Regions from separate parts of the Mus musculus genome. Here region 1 is linked to region 2. A link is a contact called in public Hi-C data. All regions are on one chromosome and are shown on one strand. The core of a region is the stretch at or near the end of the contact, and the rest is flanking DNA. Distances in the headings are between cores, read along the strand shown.

Region 1 (2,700 bases), core at 60-2,559, 160 kb before region 2:
ACTTTTTTTGAGTGACTCCTGTCCTCTCAAGCTATAACTTTAATGTTGAAAGTTAAAAGTTATATTACTAAGACCTACTAAGATTACTAATACTTTAAGCATACAGCTTTTTAGAAAGTACAGTTTTAGTTGGAGAGAGTGTTTTATGCCTTTGATCCCAGAGCTCCTGGGGCAGAGGCAGGGTGGATTTCCATGAGTTCTCACAGTGTGTGTTTCAGGCCAGGCAGGGATGTGTAGTGCGCCCATGGTTTTGTTTTTTAAAAAGCATAGCTTCCATGGATTTAAACGGCTTTAGTTCTCATTTGGATATACTAAATTCTGCTCAGAGTTACACTGTATACTTCTGAATAAACAGAATGGATCTGTGACCCATCTTACTAATAATACTTTCAGCGATACTTGTAGACAACACCCAATCGTTGGAAAAAAAATCTAAAGTTCCAAAAGATCAAGCTTAAAAGTTAAATTACAAACAAACAAACAAACAAAGTTAGCCATAGTGACACATGCTTGCAATCTCAGCACTTGGATGTAAGAGGATCCGAAGTTCAAAATTATCCTTAGCTACATAGCAAGTTCCAGGCCAGCCTGAACCATGTCTCAAAGACCACCACCAACTACAAAACCACAAAATAATATTTTTATTTTTCTAAGGAGTCTGTTGTCGTTACTAATATAAACTTGTATTCAGAAATATTTTAAGTGAATATGTGTTCTGTAAAGAAGTTTATTTCTGTTCACTAGGATTGGATTCTGATAAAATAAAGTCATTATTTCCTGCCAGTTGCAATGTAGTTTTGCTGAAACCCGCTGGAAGAGCAGCCTGCCCTCAGAGTACTTGTGGTCTCGGTGTTCAGTGATGTGAGGGAGAGGGTCAGACCCTGCTAAGGGCTTTTCAAATGGAGATAGCTCTGAGAGCTGCCCACTGGCTGATTTAACAACTGGAACGTAGGCACAGATAGCATAATTATTATCAAAAGAGAGAATATACAGAAACGATGTCAGTCATTTGTGTGTGTGCTGTTTGTGTTTGCATATGTGTGTGTGCACATGTGTACGTGTATGCACTTGTGTGTGGAGGCCAGAGCTCCGTGTCAAGTGTCTTCCTACCTTTACTTTCCTTAAGACTTATTTATTTGTATGTTACATGTATGAGTGAGTGTTTTGCCTGCCAGGAGAGCTGGGTCAAACTGGATCTAGAGATATATTATGGGCCATTTCGAGCTGCAAGCTGTCATGTGAGTGCTAGGAACTGACCCAGTCTTCTGCAAGAACAGGAAGTACTCTTAACCTCTAAGCCAAGCCACCGCTCCAGCTCCCCGACCTCATGTTTTAGACAAAGGCCTCTTCTGAACCTAAAGCTTCCCCCACACACACACACACCCTTGGCTAAGGTGGCTAACCATTGCGCTTCAGGGATCCACCTGTCTCCTCCTCACAGGAGGCAGGTTACACCTGATTTTTTAACGTGGGTGCGGGGGATCTGAACTTAGGCCTTTATGCTTATGAGGGGAGCGTTTTATCCACTGAGTCACCTCCCAGACCTCGGGTCAGGCCTGGTGGTTTTCCATTTGTTTGCTTTTGTAAGAAACTGAATAGTGGGAAGAAACTTGCTAAACTCCTGTTTAGTTTCTTAGATGATTTTAAGTACTTAAAAGGAACATCGGCGGTTTCCACTCAGAGCATCCAGGGCTCATGGTTTACCTGAAGGAAAAGTCTTGGATGGATTAGAAGCTCCTGGGGTGAGTGTGTGCACCGTTGTCATCGTTACACAGGGAATCCGGTGTCCAGGAGCTGGTACTAAAAAAGATGTTTGGACCAGACACCAGAAAATGGAGATACTTTTAGATAACCTTATCGACTTTATCATTACTTGTCGAGTTGATTACCGAACACTAGTGGACATTTTCTACTGAGTAAATGGTATTTTCAGTACATTTGATTTTCTTATGAAGTCAGGAAAAATTATCCTATTCTAACAACAGAAAAGAAAGGGTTAAAGCCAGTGCAAAGATCCAAGCCTTTAAGTGTGCCTTCTCGGACTGTTTTGTTGTAGCCCTGTGACTGATCACTATTAGGTTAGTGTGGATGGACACACCTCCTTTAAGAACAACAGATGAAGCTAGGCTAATCACACAGGCCTGTAATTCCAGTGACTCTAGAGACTGGGGGAGGAGGACACAAATTCAAGGCTTGCCTGGGCTCCAGAGTGAGTTCAGGCCTTCTTGGGCAGCATAGTGAGATTATCTCAGAAGAACAGGGTCTCAGTAGTAGAGAACTCACCTATCATATGCGAGGCCCTAGGTTTAGTCCCTTGTGTCCTTTGGACAAAAGGGAAAGACAAGAACACCAAAAGATATCCAGCTATGCAAGAAAGCCCAAAGCTGGCCGGGCCAGTTGCACAACAGTGAGATGCGTCGTGGTGCTCTGGTAGAATGGGAATCCAAAAGTACGATTTGGCCAAGTTTTTAGAAAGATGCGTATATTCACGTTTGTCACACAGTATAGGATAGAGCTGTATCATTGAATGTATTTTTGTTTTCCTTGGTGTGCCTGGGAACTTGGTAAAGCCTCTTTCCTGTGCTTAAACTGGCGGCAGTTACTCACAACCCTTGTGACTCTGGTTTCTATAGCGTGTGGGCAGTTTTGGGAGGAAAAAAAATCACGTAAAAAGAGAAATTACTAGCTTCATAGCGAAAC
Region 2 (2,700 bases), core at 185-2,684:
AAAGCTGTGTTCTACCAATGGATTGCACCCCAAGGGCTAAAATCTTTCCATTTTGTTTGTAAACTGACTGTAGACTGGATTCCAAGGGACACTTGGCAAATACTTTTCAAATGGCAGATATTTAGGGTCTCTGTAAATATTTATGGAATGAAGGGCTGTCTGGCTTATCACTGTTCTTGCAAAGTTTCCAAGAACCTGACACTGGAGAGTAAATTTCCCTAGGACTGCTTACCGTGGTGGTTCTCAACTTCCCAATGCTGGGTCCCTTTCATACAGCTCCTTATGTATGGCGACCCCCAACCATAAAATTATTTTCATTGCTACTTCATAACTGTAATTTTGCTGCTGCTATGGATCATAATGTAAATATCTGATATGCAGGATATCTGATATGCCAGCCCATGAGAGGGTCATTTGAGCGCCTCCCCTCAGGGTGTCGGGACCCACAGGTTGAGAAACACTGGTTTATAGGCCTATGTGTGATGGTTTGTTCGCAGGAGCATAAATTTGTCCCAGTGATTATATCACTGGAGGACAAAGCTCCTCCATCCCCAGCAGCCATTCACTGAGTCTACAACCTTGAGGGTTAGTGGATCCATGAGCATCTCCCTGGCTCATGACAGGCTGTTAATGGATCTGACCTTGTGTGGGGAATCTGACTGAGTGAGGACCCTTTGCTGAGTTTGGTAGACCCATCCCCAGAAGCAAATGGTAAGTACAATTTTCACTTGTAAAGTCCATAATTCCCTAAATTGACCAGGCCGAGATGGGTTTCAGTATTCTCACACTCCACCAAATAAAGCCCCCTCCCTGAGCCCCCTCCCCCAGTCCACATTGTCTGATCTGAAGACGATGTGCAGAGTAATTGGCAACATTTATGGCTGCAAACGTTTTGTAAATAAATGCTACAAATTTCTATTAGTCAATCAACCGATACAGATCTTAAAGGATTTATTTGTAATATTTAACTAAACTAAACTATTTTGTCATGAATGTGCGTATACTTCAATCTGTCTCAGAAAGAAAGACGTTCATTAAATCATCTCCATATTTTCTAAGGCACTACTGAATTGTTAGAATTACCGGCATGATCTTATGCGTGACAGGTTTCAGTTAGCGAGAAAACTTCAGCGCAGGCTTTCGTTCCCGGGTGGCTAGTGCTGTCAGTGTGGCTGGGTAGCAGAAGCAGCCTGTTGCAGATGGTGTCAGAGCAGGGAGACCACTGACCATGATCTGCACCCAGGGCTCCTCTAATCCAGGAGTTTTCTTTTGGGTCCTAATCAAGTGCTCCGTCTCCATCTTTCTGCGCCATGGGTGCATCTGGACAGATGCTCAAAGGGCTTGCATCTTAGGAAAGGCAAGCACAGCTTAGATTTTGGCTCTGGGACTCCTGACACTATACACTCCTATGGGCGTGCATACAGTTTCCTTGGGGTTGACTCCGTGAGTTGCATTTCAAAGACGGCCTGGCATCACAAGGAAACCACTTTTACTTGCTCCATTTCCTGGAGCCTACAACTGGCAAAACGCCCAGGACAAGATGTATTCAATTCAAGCCCAAAGCAGCCTCGTTAGGAGAAGCAGATGGCCCACCTAAGGTGAAGAAATTACTTTCTTGTGGGGGAACGGCGGGGAGTTTGCTCACATCTTCTCTCAGAAGGTGGGAATGTTGGGTGGCAAAATAAATAAAACACGTAACAAATGCAACCAAATGCATCCCACAGATGAACAGAATAACTGTTGCGGAACAAGGCTATGGGGGGCATCCTCCCGCCTCCTGGCAGACTGGGGGCATTTGTCACATATGTTTTAAAGCTCCAAGATCTTGAAGACCTTCCGTCAGAACAGCTAGCAGAGTCAAGATGTAACTGAAGAGACCACGAGCTCTGCTGCTTCTGTGGAAGTGGGGCGAACAGGCGGGGAAGAGCAGGCAGGGACGAGCAGGAGTTAGACACCCGTACCTGCTCAGGAGAGGGGAAACTGGGTAGCGGAGGTTTGAGTTGCGGGTTTTTTTCCTCCCCAGGCCCCATTTATATGGTGCTGAATGACCCCTGGGGCTTCAGGTGCATCAGCAAGCTTTCTGCTCAGTTCGCTGCACCCTTAGCCTGGCAGTGTCTTGCTGGATTTCTAACAAACATTTTGCAGATTAGAGAGAAACTTCTGAGAATTAGTGTCTAGGTTACCCGGGAAGCACATTTCCTCAGAAGGCTGTTCAGCCACAGATGAAACACATCTCAGGGTTTTCTAGTTTTGTTTTGTTTTGTTTTGGTTTTTTGCTCTGAATCTTTGTTCATAAGAAATATCTTTACTGGATGGGGAAGATAGCTCAGTGGTTAAGAGCACTGACTGTTTTTCCAGAGATCCTGAGTTCAACTCCCAGCAACCACATGGTGGCTCACAACCATCTGTGATGGGATCTGATGCCCTCTTCTGGTGTGTCTGAGGACAGCTACAGTGACTCATATAAATACAATAAAATAAATTAAAATAACTTACTTTAAAATTTTTCTTATTTATGAATTTAGACTCTTGCTGATAAGTAGGCTATATTTTCACCTAAGGAAACAAGTTTGGAGGTCACTAGATAAGTTTATTGCATATATGTTACAGACGAGTAAACCTAAATTTTTCAATGTTCTGATTAATTAATAATTAATTAATGATTATCTACTTATTTACCTGTGTGACTCAATTCAAATA

What was found. Hi-C and Micro-C count contacts between places; a contact is called where the count stands out from the background.
Region 1: a Hi-C map of granulocyte-monocyte progenitors shows a contact between it and region 2, with 2.4 times the contacts expected there. The contact joins two enhancer-like sites. A contact is called at or near these places in 3 of 484 Hi-C or Micro-C datasets (cerebral cortex, granulocyte-monocyte progenitors and spermatogonial stem cells) and 1 of 115 datasets of contacts at active chromatin or transcription factors (microglia).

What each region holds. Positions count from the first base shown.
Region 1 is chr8:57,591,425-57,594,124 of GRCm38.p6, reverse strand. All of the region lies in intron 1 of Galnt7 (polypeptide N-acetylgalactosaminyltransferase 7), which reads left to right. Among named protein-coding and RNA genes, the nearest start is that of Gm25379, 43 kb to the right of the region's middle. Within about 2 kb of position 1,309, at least 61 of the 459 cell types and tissues checked have an H3K27ac peak or open chromatin away from gene starts, as enhancers often do. A contact at or near this core is called in granulocyte-monocyte progenitors, where this site is marked.
Region 2 is chr8:57,435,110-57,437,809 of GRCm38.p6, reverse strand. No RefSeq gene overlaps it. Among named protein-coding and RNA genes, the nearest start is that of Scrg1, 19 kb to the left of the region's middle. Within about 2 kb of position 1,434, at least 71 of the 459 cell types and tissues checked have an H3K27ac peak or open chromatin away from gene starts, as enhancers often do. A contact at or near this core is called in granulocyte-monocyte progenitors, where this site is marked.